Linked DNA regions of Macaca mulatta: regions 1 and 2 are each linked to region 3. Evidence: chromatin contacts called from public Hi-C data. All regions are on one chromosome and are shown on one strand. Each heading gives the region's core, a stretch centred on a gene start, on an enhancer-like site or on the middle of the called end of the contact. The rest is flanking DNA. Distances are from core to core; before and after follow the strand shown. Region 1 holds the start of NPHP3 (nephrocystin 3). Region 2 overlaps TMEM108 (transmembrane protein 108). Region 3 holds the start of TMEM108 (transmembrane protein 108).

Region 1 (4,241 bases), core at 213-2,712, 310 kb before region 3:
AGGTTGGAATGCAATGGTGCAATCTCGGCTCGGTGCAATCTCAGCTCACTGCAACCTCCGCCTCCTGAGTTCACGCCATTCTCCTGCCTCAGCCTCCCGAGTAGCTGGGATTACAGGCGCCTGCCACCATGCGCAGCTAATTTTTGTATTTTTAGTAGAGACGGAGTTTCATCATGTTGGCCAGGCTGATCTCGAACTCCTGACCTCAGGTCATCCGCCCGCCTAGGCCTCGCAAACTGTTGGGATTACAGGTGTGAGCCACCACGCCCGGCTGCTTTATATACTATTTTAGTGAATTATAATGGACCTGCTACATGGAGGGCATGCAATAATTAATTTTAGAGTAAATTAATCAAATGGACTAAGGAAATTTGACTACATCTAGAAAAGGTTTTCAATCATAGCAGTTAAGATGGTGAGAATCAGGAGGCTTCCAGAAAATTTCATGTCAAGACCATTACAATGCAAGAGCCATGAAACTTCACAAAGAAACCGACACATGAGCCCCACTTTGGAGCCCCAGGCAAAATTTTTATAGGGAGGGGGAGGATAAAACTCCTAGGAAGAGTTTGTTGAGTTGCTTCAACAGATGTCACCAGCCTTCTGAGGGGGTGGGCGCGGGGGCCGGAGTGGAGCTGGAGATTGGCATTTGCCTCCTCAGGACACTTTATGGCTAATTTCTTCTAGGTGTCTGAATAAATAAACCAGAAATAGAAAAGCGGGGGCCAGGCGCGGTGGCTCACTCCTGTGATCCCAGAACTTTAGGAGGCCAAGGCGTGAGGATCGTTGAGCCAGGAGTTCCAGGCTGCAGTGAGCCGCGATCGTGCCACCGCAGCGAGACCCTGTCTCCAAAAAAAGAGACAGATAAAGGGGAGGGAATTAAGGAATCATTTCAGACTCGAAGAGAATATGGCCTCTCAAATTAAAATACGCAGTTTCCGCCGAACTTTCAAAGCCGCTTGGTTTGGAGAAGGAGGACGGTCGTGCTTCCCAGGGGTCTCCCGGCGTCGCGGCGCGGCGCGGCGCGGCCCGGCCCGGCGTTACCTGCAGTTCGGCCCGCAGCCGCTTGTTCTCTGTGTCCAGCTTGGCCTCGCGGCGGCCCATGGACAACAACTCCTGGTTCTTGCTGACGCGGAAGATCTCGTACTCCTTCTTGAGCCGCTCGTACTCGGCCGCCGCGTACTCCAGCTCGGGCACCGACGAGCCGGTGGACTTGAAGCTGGCCCCCAGCAGCCCGCCCGCACCTGCCCCGCGGGGAAGCGACCCCGGCCCGGACCCCGCCGCCGCCCCCGCGCCTCGGCGGAACGAGTTGCGTAGCAGGCGGGCCTTGGGCTTCACCTCCACCGGGATCTCGCAAGCCTCGCCGCCGCCCGCCCCGTACGTGTCCTCGATCACCTCCCCGCCCGCGGGGCTCACGAGCGACGAGGCGGTCCCCATGGTGTCCGCGGCGGCCACTAGCTAGTGGGTACCGGCGGGGCTGAGCAGCTGAACGGAGCGGGACGGGGCGGGGCGGCGGGATGGAGCGAGGCTGGAGAGCAGGACCGGGCTGAAGAGCGGGACCGGGCTGGAAAGCAGGACGGGGCTGGGCAGCGGAACGGGGCGGGGCCCGAGAGCAGGACTGGGCGAGGCAGCGGAACGGGGCTAGGCGGGAGAACAGGATGGGGCGGGGCAACTAGAGGGGCGGGGCAGCAGGACGCGGCGGGGCAGCAGAACGGGACGGGGCGGGGGAGCAGGACGGGGCGGGGCAGAGGAACGGGGCGGTGTGGGAGTGCTGGATGGGGCGGGGCAACCGGAGGGGCGGGGCAGCGGGACGGGGCGGGGCAGCGGGACGGGGCGGGGCGGCGGGACGGGGCGGGGCGGCGGGACGGGGCGGGGCGGCAGGACGGGGCGGGGCGGCAGGACGGGGCGGGGCGGCAGGACGGGGCGGGACAACAAGAGGGGCCGGGCAAGTGGGGCGGGGTATATGGGCGGGGCAGGGCAAACGGGGTGGGTCAAGAAAGCAAAAAGGGCGAGGCGGGCTAGCAAGAAGGGCGGGGCTCGCAGGAAGGACGGGGCGAGTGGCGACTGTGCAGGACCAGCATCGGACTGGATGTTGTTGGAGTGGTGCTCCGACGCGGGGCTTCTCTCCGTTGTCTCCGCCCCGCTCGAGGCTCCCTGGCGGGCGTGCCTTACAGGGAGCACAGGCCTGGGTCCCAGCTGCTCCACCAATGCTGCAGCTATTTCTTTCGCTGCCGCCGTGCCTTACCGGAAACTCCTTTCTGGAAGCAGTTGGGAAATCTGAAAAATTTATGGAGTGCCTGCTATGTGCTTCCCGCGATGTCTCTCTCTTAGTTTGCATGTAGATAGAATGACCAGCAAGGAATAATGCCAGCCAAGAAAGAGCTTTTAGATTTTACGGTCTGAAACCACCAGGGACAATCCTTAGACAAGGTAAGTTTTTTAACTCATTGCAACATGAGACATTGGAGACCGCCCACCAATCTCTTCTTCATTCCCTCCATCAAAGTGGCTAGTCATCTTTTCTCTTACCCTTTAGATTTTCTTCAGGAAGAAGTCATACGCCAGACCTTTGCATTCTTCAAAATCCAGAGTATACATACTAATTTCTTCAGGTGGTCTCCTGAGATAAAGGGAAACATTTCCACCATCACAGTACCTTAAGAACTTTCCACCTTTTCACATCCGTTATGATCTCTAACTCCTAATTTTTGAATTCTCCTTGTGGATCAGGGGTTTAAGGATCATCCACTAGGTTTCTGACTAAACACTTTGAACATTTTTGCATCTTAGTACCTCCTTTGGAATGGGCCTCGGCTGAACACTTCTATAACTATGCTTGAGTAATAAGATAAAACAGCCAGCTATCACCCATTCTCTCCAACAAATAACCAAACTCACTATGCGAACTTCCTACAGCTTGGAGAGTACATTCAGATTCTAGTCTGGAACTGAGTGCTCTGAAACAATGCATCTCTCCTTTCCCCCACGTCATTTCTGTCCACTGACATGCCTCTAATCCACATTTCTCCACCCTACTTGCGTACTGATCTTGGATTACTATTGGTCAATGCCAAAGTGACCAAATTTCTTATTCCTCAAAAAATGACATTATTTCTTCCTGGCTAACACGGTGAAATCCGTCTCTACTAAAAATACAAAAAATTAGCCAGGCGTGGTGGCAGGCGCCTGTAGTCCCAGCTACTCGGGAGGCTGAGGCGGCAGAATGGCCTGAGCCTGAAAGGCGGAGCTTGCAGTGAGCGGAGATTGCGCCACTGCACTCCAGCCTGGGCGACAGAGCGAGACTCGGTCTTAAAAAAAAAAAAAAAAAAAAGACATTATTTCTAACCTCATAATCTGTTTTTCTTCTTCATGCTGAATTTAACCCACATACTTCAGTCTGCATTTTGGAAGAATAACTTTTTTTTTTTTTTTTTTTTTTTTTTGAGACGGAGTCTCACTCTGTCGCCCGGGCTGGAGTGCAGTGGCCGGATCTCAGCTCACTGCAAGCTCCGCCTCCCGGGTTTACGCCATTCTCCTGCCTCAGCCTCCCGAATAGCTGGGACTACAGGCGCCCGCCACCTCGCCCGGCTAGTTTTTTTTTTGTATTTTTTTTAGTAGAGACGGGGTTTCACCGTGTTAGCCAGGATGGTCTCGATCTCCTGACCTCGTGATCCGCCCGCCTCGGCCTCCCAGAGTGCTGGGATTACAGGCTTGAGCCACCGCGCCCGGCCTGGAAGAATAACTTTTAATACAGAAATATAGTGAGAATAAAATATTTGGCAGGTGGCTTATAACTTACTAAAGACGGCCACATTTTTTTTAATAGTCCTCTCATAGAAAAGACAGCTAAGACAGCTACATAATTTGTGGGACCCAGTGCAAAATGAATGTGTAATGCCCCTCATTCAAAAATTATAAATATTTTCAAGATGGCAACAGCAGAGCATTAAGCCAAGTATGGGGCGCTTTTGAGTTTTGGGCCCTGCGCGACTGCACATGAGGTTGCATGGCCATGAAGCAAGCCTGTATATGACTCCTCACTTTGAAACTGAGTGAACTCTGACCACTTGGACCAGAGGAATGTGGCAGAAATGACACTGTGCCAGTTTCCAAGGCCAGGTCTTGAGAGAATGGCAACTTCCACTTCTTGTGTCTTGGAACACTCGGGAGTGTTGAGCCACCATGTAGAGACTTACTAACCTGAGACTGCCTAACTTAAGAGGTCATACGTAGGCATTCCA
Region 2 (4,418 bases), core at 1,618-4,117, 320 kb after region 3:
CTTTCTTGATGGAATGTATTCAAGAGATTGTACTCTGGGAAGTAGTTTCCCAAAGTACAAGTCATGGACCTGATCAATCTAGCTGTTGAACCAGTAATCTCAGAGATGTCTGTAATCTACCAGACACTGGTCCCAGTTAGCTCTAAGCAGAACTTTCTGTTCTTCAGCCTTGTTATCTGAGGCATGTTCCCAGCAGAATTTTATAGGAGGGAACATTTTAAATGTGGCAACCTATAGTGAGGGAAGCAGAAAAGATTTGCACCCAAAAGTCCTTGGTTTCATAAAGAAGTGAAGTCACAGGCATGGATTACCTCTTAAGATCAGTCACCCAGCTCACCCTGAAATCAGTGATACATATTTATTTTTGGTTAAGGGAAACCATGCTCCAAGGAATTAGAAGTTTATATTTGATCTTTAATAAAAGGAATCATTGGAGTTCAGAGATGGACCATACTAGAACACTGGAACCACAGTGAGTATAAAAAGAACACTGGCCAGGCACAGTGGTTCACGCCTGTAATCCCAAAATTTTGAGAGGCCAAGGCAGGCAGATTGCTTGAGCCCAGGAGTTGGAGACCAGCAACATGGCAAGACCCCATTTCAAAAATTAGCTGGACATAGTGGTGTATGCCTGTAGTCCCAGCTACTCGGGAGGCTGAGGTGGAAGGATCACTTGAGCCCAGGAAGTCAAGGCTGCAGTGAGCTGTGATCACACCACTGCACTCCAGCCTGGGTGACAGAGTGAGACCTTGTCTCAAAAAAAAAAAAAAAAAGGAAAAGAAATGAAGAGAGAAAGAGAGAGAGAGAGAGAGAGAGATAGAAACAGTGTGAGTTTGGCGCATTCATGGGATTGGCAGGCAATGAGTTGACCTGAGTCCCTCCCTGCCCCTCACCCTGTGTGTGGCTGTGTGGCTGTGTGGCCAGGGTAAAGGGTAAATCATTTCACTTTGTTGGTCCTCAGCTTTCTCATCTGTAAAGTGGAGGGGCCGATACCAGAGTCCCAACATCCCTTCCAATTAAAGAACAATAATCTTGAAATTAGAAAAGCCCATTTCCTGGCAAGGTTGTATGCTATTGCTCATGCAGAAAACAAACTCCCTGATGGTCAGACTTGGTGTGCTCAGATGCTCTTTTCTTTTGTTGTTGAAGCATCAATTGCAGAAGCTAAATTGCCAAGTATTCCAGTTTTCTATTGATAATAGAAACCAAAACAGTGGCTTAAAGCAGTAATACAATCATTTATTTTATTCAAAAATCTTAGGGTTGACTGGGCTCAGCTAGGCAGCTCTCATTTGGGATCTCTTGGGTGACTGCAGTCCAGCAGTGGCCAGGGTCATCTTGCAAGCTCTTCACTTTCATGTCCCATGCCTGGCTGGGGCTGGGACAGCTTGGGCTCCTCAGGCATTCCTGTCGCTCTCTGCAAGGTTTCTTTATGTGGCCACCTCCAGGGAGCTGGAGTTCTTACAGTGGGCCAAAGCCCCCAAGAGAAACCTGTAAAAGTTGCATGAGCATTTTGGCTCTGGCCTCAGAAGGGATGTAGGGTGCCACTTCTGCCTCATTATATTCATCAAGGCAGTCACAAAGGCCTACCTAGGTTCAAGGGGAGGGGAAACAGACTCTACCTCTTGGTGGGAAGAATGTCAGAGAACTTGTAGCCACAATTTAAAATCACATCAAGCGTCCAGGATGGTTCAGAAGATTTCTCAGACTGCTGTGATTCTCTGTTAAAAGGGTTTGAAACAGCAGTGCACAAAATATCTTGCAGTAGAAAACCTAGTTTAATGGGGAAGGAAGATCTACTTAGAAACAAGAAACTTAAAATTATGAAAAAAAAGACAAAATTCTATTTTTATGAATTTTCTGTGTAACAAATATGCCTTGTGTGTATATAAGCAATTTTAAGAAAAAATGTGTATGTATATATGTGTGTGTATATATAATTTTTTGTTTTATATATATATATACACACACACACATATATATATAATTTTGTGGGTTTTATATATATAATTTTTATTCCACCAAACGATGGAGTGTATGAGATGTTAGGATTGGGGAAGAGGAGAGAATTAAATCAGGGGCTTCCAGTCCTTTTATTGTACTACAAGCTCCCCCAGTTACTTGCAAAATGAAGTTAATTTACTGGGTTGTTAAAAGAACACCAAATGTGTCATACAGAGCCCTGGAATAGAGATAGGAAAAAAAACAAGACGGAAGAGAAGTCAAGAGACCAACAATAGAAAATCAGTTCTCCAAAGATGTGAATCATTGCCTTTGAATGGCAGAGCACCCTGGGGAGATGGGTAGAGCAGAACAATAAATGAAAGTAGTTAAGAGTGTAGACTCTGCAGCCAAGCTGCCTAGGAACAAATTGCAGCTTGCCATTCCCCAGCTATGGGCAAGTTCCTGTACCTCTCTGTGCTTCTTTTCCTCAGTTGCAACAGGGAGCTAATAATACCTGCTTCATCAGGTTGTGTGAGAACTAAATGTGTCAGTACAGGCTTAGCCCTTTGAGCAGTGTATAGTATATATTAGCCGTTTCTCTTTTCACCAATTCCCTTGTTGCCTTTGCCAGATGCAAATGTCATACCCAATATGGACTGCAGGCAGCCAACCAAATAAACAGAAGGAGGAGGGCCTTTCCTTCCCTTGGGTCCTGAGCTCATGTATGCATTGGAATTTTCAGTAGGAGAAGACCTTCTTGCGATATCTGGACATCCATCAATATGTAGATTCCACCCTGCAACACTTGTCCATATTCGGACACGTTTTAAAAATCGGTTCCACATTTCAAGCATGTCAAGCTAGGTTTTAGCTTTAGTCTCTACTACGTATTTGGAATTAAAGCCTCTAGAGTCCATTATGCAAATCCATGCAAATAATATGCAAAGAGGCAGTAGCCCCAGATTGTGGGGAGGGGGAGTGTGTAGTCCAGCACAAAGGGCCTTGAATGAAAATTTGCATGTGTTAGGGAAGCCCTGGGTTGAAGGCCTTAGATGTTTATTGTGACAGTATGCATAGCATTCAGTTGTTAACCTTTTGTGCCAAAGAAGAGAGGTAAATGCTTATCTGATTTCCATATTGAAGGTGACAGTAGAGGTTGGAGGTGGTGTTTGGCTAGCACAACATTGTAGGTATTTTTATTATACAAATGAAAAGTTACTTTGAAATAATGGTTGTGGTCCAGGCTGTGTCCCCAACCAGCAATGTGTTCTTGGGCAAGTCACTTGCCCACTCTGTGAAATGAGGGGATTGGATTAGATGAAACACCAGATCCCCTCTCACTGTAACATCTAAACATCATCCTCCAGGTAAAAATCCTTTGGCACCTAGGGTGGCAGTATCCATTCATTGTGCCAAGGATGTACTCTAAAGTCCAAAGAAAGGGCTAAGAGGTAACTCTACAGTTCTTCTAGAGAGAGCAACAACTTCAGGGGATGCTGATAGCTGAGTGGGGGAAATAGGCAGCAGCAACAACAAGGACAAACATATTTACTTAGACTGTGTATCTTACAGCACCAAGGATTCCAGTCATAGGCTTCCCAGGTAGGAGGATATAAGTTCTTGGAGTGCCAATAACAGGAAAGTCGGGAATTTTTTCCCCTGAGTATTTTAAAGACCAGTCTGTATTAACCCCTCTCTCTGCCTCTGGAGTGCTGCAAAAGTTCTCCTAGAGGCCATGGTGGCTCCTCTCCCACCTGGCCAGTCCCTGGGGTCGGCCAGTGTTGCTTCCAAAAGACTGCTGTGTCCTTGGTCTCTGGTCTTTTATTGTATCTGACACATCTGGTGCCTGGCCCCAGAGATTCCCCGGGCCCTTAATTTTAACTCCAGCTGTTGCAGCAAACACCAGCTGGGTGCAGGCAGAACCTGAGAGCCCCATGGCCCAGAGTTTCTCTGACCCAGCTAATGGAGACCTGGCATCAGTCAGGAAGTGCAGCGATGAGCACCCCAGGAACAGCCCTTAATCAGTGAATATGGGAGCCTCTGGGTGAGTGTTCTTTTCAGGCAGACAATTTGAGGTGCAGCCTAGTCAGCTCTACCGAAGTCCCCAGTGAGTTTGAGGTGCCCACCTGGACCAGCTCATAACCTGCCCTCAGATTGGTTTTCCCTGTTTCACTCATCTCAGACCCCCACGGCTGACCCCACAGATCATTTTCCAGTATAAACTTCCTGCACAAAAGCCCTGTCTCTGTCTCTCGTTTTTCAGAGGATCTCTAACATAAGGCATGTATATTAGTTTGCTAGGGCTTCCATAACACAGTACCACAGACAGAAATGTATTTCCTCACAGTTGAGGAGGATGGAAGTCCAAGCTCAAGGTGCCAGTAGGGTTGGAGTCCCGGGAGGCCTCTCTCCTTGGCTTGCAGATGGCGCCCTCTAGCTGCCGTGTTCTCACATGGTCATCCCTCTGTGCACAC
Region 3 (4,266 bases), core at 917-3,416:
AGGCTCACACATTGGGCTTCCATATTTCTGGTGTCACAAATAAAGTCACTTTTGAGTAAGATAGCTGGTGTTGGTAGAATGTTCTGAGGGGTATCACTAATTTAGTTAAAATCTAAGTAGATCATATTCCAGTACATTGAATATCACTCCATAAAAAAGCTCTGTGCAACAGTTTTCCAAGGTGCAGGCACTAATCACTTTTAAAAAGTAATAGAATGTGGTAAAACGCCAGGAAAGAGAATTGGAAATCCTTGGAATATTTGAAATAGACTCACCTAGGTGATGGGTTGCTAGGTGCAGCAAACCACTATGGCACACGTTTACCTTTGTAACAAACCTGCGCATCCTGCACATGTACCCTGGCACTTAAAATAAAAAATAAAAATAAATGCTCAAATGGAAATTGTTTTAGTTAAGAAGGGCATAAAACAAGTAAAGCTATCACCAGAGAGTTTATCAGTTTGGCATGGTTAACAAAAGGCAATACATTCTTTTGGAAATATTTAGTTCATCAATTGAAATTAAACCTAGTTGTGCACCTAACTTTTCATTTTATCCCATTGACTAGTCTTTGGAGTATTTGTTACCTATGAATTATTTTTGGCCTTTAAAAATCAGTTCTCAAAAATTATGTGGAAACTTTCTTCTGTTTAGAGAGTGTGTATGTCATTAGTGATGTGTGTTGCAGAGTTTAGTTTTCCCTGTTAACAAAAGAGTCTATCGATCTAGCAGCTTCTGCAAGTGTTCTCAAGCATGGCTGGACATCAAATTGCCAGTGGAACTTTTTAAACCTATAGCTGTCCAAGCCCCACTTCTCATCCCAATCAGAATCTCCAGGCACAGGGCCCCACAATCTTTTACCGTCTAACCAGGCTCGAGAAGCCAGAGAAGTCCAAGACACACTGACAAAGGTGAAGTTTTCTCTAAGAGATAGTTTGATCACCTTGATAAATAGCGAGAAAGAAAAGCTGAAGCAGGGTTATACCACCTGGTTTGAAGAGATGAGAGATGAAGGTTTTGGAGAGTTCAGCACTTAAGAATCTTGAACCACGGCGGTACACTATTGGGTAATAAGAGCTTGGCTATGCTGAACGACAAAGGTTCTAGCTGACCAGTCCGAAAACACTGAGTCTTTAGGTCAAATTTGAGAGAAGATGACAGAGCCAGTGGGAGTCCTAACTTCTTGACTCTGGAATTACTGACAGAAGAATATTTGGACAGTTTTTAAGATCCCCAAAGCATATTATTTTACAACCTCTTTAGCTTATGCTTGAATTTGTGCTGTGACCGTTAGCTGCCTGGATGTTTACCACACATGCTTCTTTCTGAGCTAGCCTGTGTAGTTCTACAACAGACTGTTACATTTTGAGAAGCAGGGACCACTTATAACACTTCTCTGGCCAAGAGTCTGGCACCGCGCCACTCAGACATACACACCCAACCCTTTAGGATTAACGTAGACACAGTGTTCTCTTCCATGGCCATTCCGTCTCCACTTCCGGCTCCACACTCCAGTCACCAAGTTGGCATGATTGCTGCTCCATAGTCCAAGGGTGGGTTATGGGGGGGGGGGGGGGGATTAAACACACCTTCCGTCAGCTGGTGCCCAAACTGTAAGCATAACCAGGACAACCCAAGTAGCCAGTCACAGGAATGCTTCTCATCAGTGGAAGGACAAGAAAGGTGCAACTTTCAAATTACTTGGAACTGGGGCTACAGCCATTACTTTCGGACAGGTGCAATTCAAAGCGTGATCCTCCGACCAAGAACATCGTCATCGCCACCTAGGAGCTTATTAGAAATGCAGGATCTCAGGTACCCATCCCAGACTTTCTGGATCAAAATCCGCATTTTAACAAGATAGTCAAGTGATTCTTATTTATATTATAATTTGAGAAGTCAATTGATCTGGTAATTGATCAACTGACTGCCACTCAGCCCCCCAAAACAGAGACTCAACCCTTTATGCCGCCTCACACCCGCTCCGCTAGGTAGCAACCGAACCCCCAGGGACATCGGAGCGGGCGCTGCCGAGGGCAATTTGGTGATTGGCTGGTCTCACCACGTGACTGGAGCTGAGCCTTCTGTGCGACCGGATTGGCTGTTGCAGACGCTGACGGACAAGGCCGGGGCGGGCTAGAGCCCAGTCGGAGAGGCGCGCGCGGGGGCCCGAGGGGCTAAGGCGCGAGTGCGCGAGAGCGCGTGCGCGAGTGGTGGGGCTTTCTCCTGAGCCGTCGGAGGGAGCCGGAGCGCTTCTCCCGAGGTAAGCGGCGCTGCGGGCGGCCCCCAGTCCCTCCCATGCTGGGTCCCGGCAAGCGGGTTAGGCAGGGCTGGGCGGGGCGCGGGGAGGTGTGGGGTCAGCTTGCCCCGGGAGCCCAGCTTCGGGGAGGATGCAGTCCCAGTTGCCTTGGTTTCCCTTTTTCTATCCTCTCAGGCACCTTCCCATCCTCCCCACTGCGGTGACGGGTCTGCCCGAGGGTAGTTGCCCACCTGGCAGCCCTGCCTCCGCCTTTGTTTCCCGCCCGGAGGGTTGCTGGCATGAACCCCCTCCCCAGGTGGAGGGTGCGGGTGATGGGGCGCGGGCGTCAGGGGCGCTGGACCTGGATTGGGGCCGAGGAGGAGGCGGCTTTAATGCAGGGGGACTTGTCACATGCGAGAACGAAGAAGAAATGTAGTGTCACTTTGGCCAGCCCGTGGGACTCGAACTAATCCCGCGGCCGCGAGCGAAACCGAATTTCTAGCGCAGCTGTGCGAAGAGCCCTCCTGCCTAGGTGCGGGCGGCCTCGCCGGGAACGGAACCCCTGTGCTGCCCGGGAGGTTGCTCTGCCCGCTGGACCTGGCGGTTTTCACCCCAGAGTTTCAGCGAAATTGAACGCTTTGAGCCTGCTGGAGGAATCCAGAGATTCGTTCAGAGGCTATTTTTTTTCTTTTTTTTTTCTAAGCAGTTGGGCACCGGTGGAGCCGGTCTAAATGAGAGGCTACAAAAAGGAATTTCAGATACAGCGTAACTGATGACTGGTAAATGGTGAGGAGGGAAATGCCTGCAGTGAACTGCAGACCAGACCATCACACTGAGATTCTTCCTTAAGAAGATAAGGTTTTTTTTCAGAGGAAGAGTTGTAGTTTCTGTAAACAGGTTTTCCTGGGGGTGCCCAGGAGGGTAATTACTTATTTTCAGCATGTTACTGGGTTGTGGGGAGAGGGAAGGCAGGGTCTAAACTACACCTACTCAGACCTCCTTAATTCTTTGAAAAGTGTGTGCTTGATGAAGACCATTTGGCTGCCAAAAGAGGTTTGTATGGGAGTCCGGGGGAGATGGATTGTTGCCTTTAAATCATACTTTAAAAAGGGGAAGGTGTGTCCAGGAACTTAAGAGCAGGTTGAGCTGTGCAAGGTATTCCCTGCCTCTCCTCCATTTTCCCAGACAGCTCATAGGCAAACATAAAAAGTCCCTTCAATTTTCCACGGGTTAACTTCTTGATTTGTTGAATACACCTGGTAATCGACTCCGTAAGAAATGGTTCAACTAACTCATTATGAAGATATTACTGTGTTCTGGAGTTTCCATGTAATTCATTCAGATCTCTTTCTGGTATGAGATGGGCAAGGGTCTCACTACCTTGTCCCTTGGGGACATCCTGATACCTTCAAAGCCCTTTATAGCTCTTAACATTTCCTGTACAACATCATGTTTCTTTAGGAAACGACCTGATTTCAAACCTCTAAAACACACCCCATGCCTGTGAAATGTCTACACTTGCTAATAAATCAGTTTACTAGGCAAGATAAATATTTTTTTTAAGAGGAAACACCTAAATTTGTTAAGGGGATCAAATTCAGGTTTATCAGCCACAGCAAATCAACTTTTGTCGGTTTTCTGAGATGAATGAAAGTAAAAGAACAAGTTGTTGCAAAGCTCATTCAGAATATCACAAATGACCCTAGTAAAGTGAAATATAGGTTATCACCTGATAGACTGTCACACAAACCAAATTAGTGGGAATAATTTAAAACGTTATCAGAGTTTTCTTTTTTTTTTTAGAGACAAAGTCTCACTCTGTCACCCAGGCTGGAGTGCAGTGGTGCGATCTCGGCTCACTGTAACCTCTACCTCCTGGATTCGAACAATTCTCCTGCCTCAGCCTCCCGAGTAGCTGCGATTACAGGTGTGCGGCACCATGCCCTGCTAATTTTTGTATTTTTTAGTAAAGACTGCGTTTCAACAGATTGGCCAGGTTGGTCTCGAACTCCTGACCTCGTGATCCA

What was found. A called contact is a pair of places that touch in the nucleus more often than the background predicts.
Region 1: a contact with region 3 is called in a Hi-C map of fetal cortex germinal zone, with 11 times the contacts expected there. The contact joins the promoter of NPHP3 here to the promoter of TMEM108 in region 3. A contact is called at or near these places in 2 of 14 Hi-C or Micro-C datasets (fetal cortex germinal zone and fetal cortical plate).
Region 2: a Hi-C map of fetal cortex germinal zone shows a contact between it and region 3, with 5 times the contacts expected there. The contact joins the enhancer-like site here to the promoter of TMEM108 in region 3. A contact is called at or near these places in 4 of 14 Hi-C or Micro-C datasets (cortical neurons, fetal cortex germinal zone, fetal cortical plate and 1 more).

The regions. Positions count from the first base shown.
Region 1 is chr2:35,816,183-35,820,423 of T2T-MMU8v2.0, forward strand. NPHP3 (nephrocystin 3) reads right to left here and starts at 1,463. Exons shown (of 28, transcript XM_077991469.1): 1 at 1,045-1,463. The coding sequence starts at 1,437. LOC106997117 (a long non-coding RNA gene) reads left to right here and starts at 2,024. Exons shown (of 10, transcript XR_003727106.2): 1 at 2,024-2,430.
Region 2 is chr2:36,443,549-36,447,966 of T2T-MMU8v2.0, forward strand. The region is part of intron 3 of TMEM108 (transmembrane protein 108); the gene reads left to right. Among named protein-coding and RNA genes, the nearest start is that of BFSP2, 21 kb to the right of the region's middle. Within about 2 kb of position 2,868, at least 6 of the 40 cell types and tissues checked have an H3K27ac peak or open chromatin away from gene starts, as enhancers often do. A contact at or near this core is called in fetal cortex germinal zone, where this site is marked.
Region 3 is chr2:36,125,911-36,130,176 of T2T-MMU8v2.0, forward strand. TMEM108 (transmembrane protein 108) reads left to right here and starts at 2,167. Exons shown (of 6, transcript NM_001265634.1): 1 at 2,167-2,263.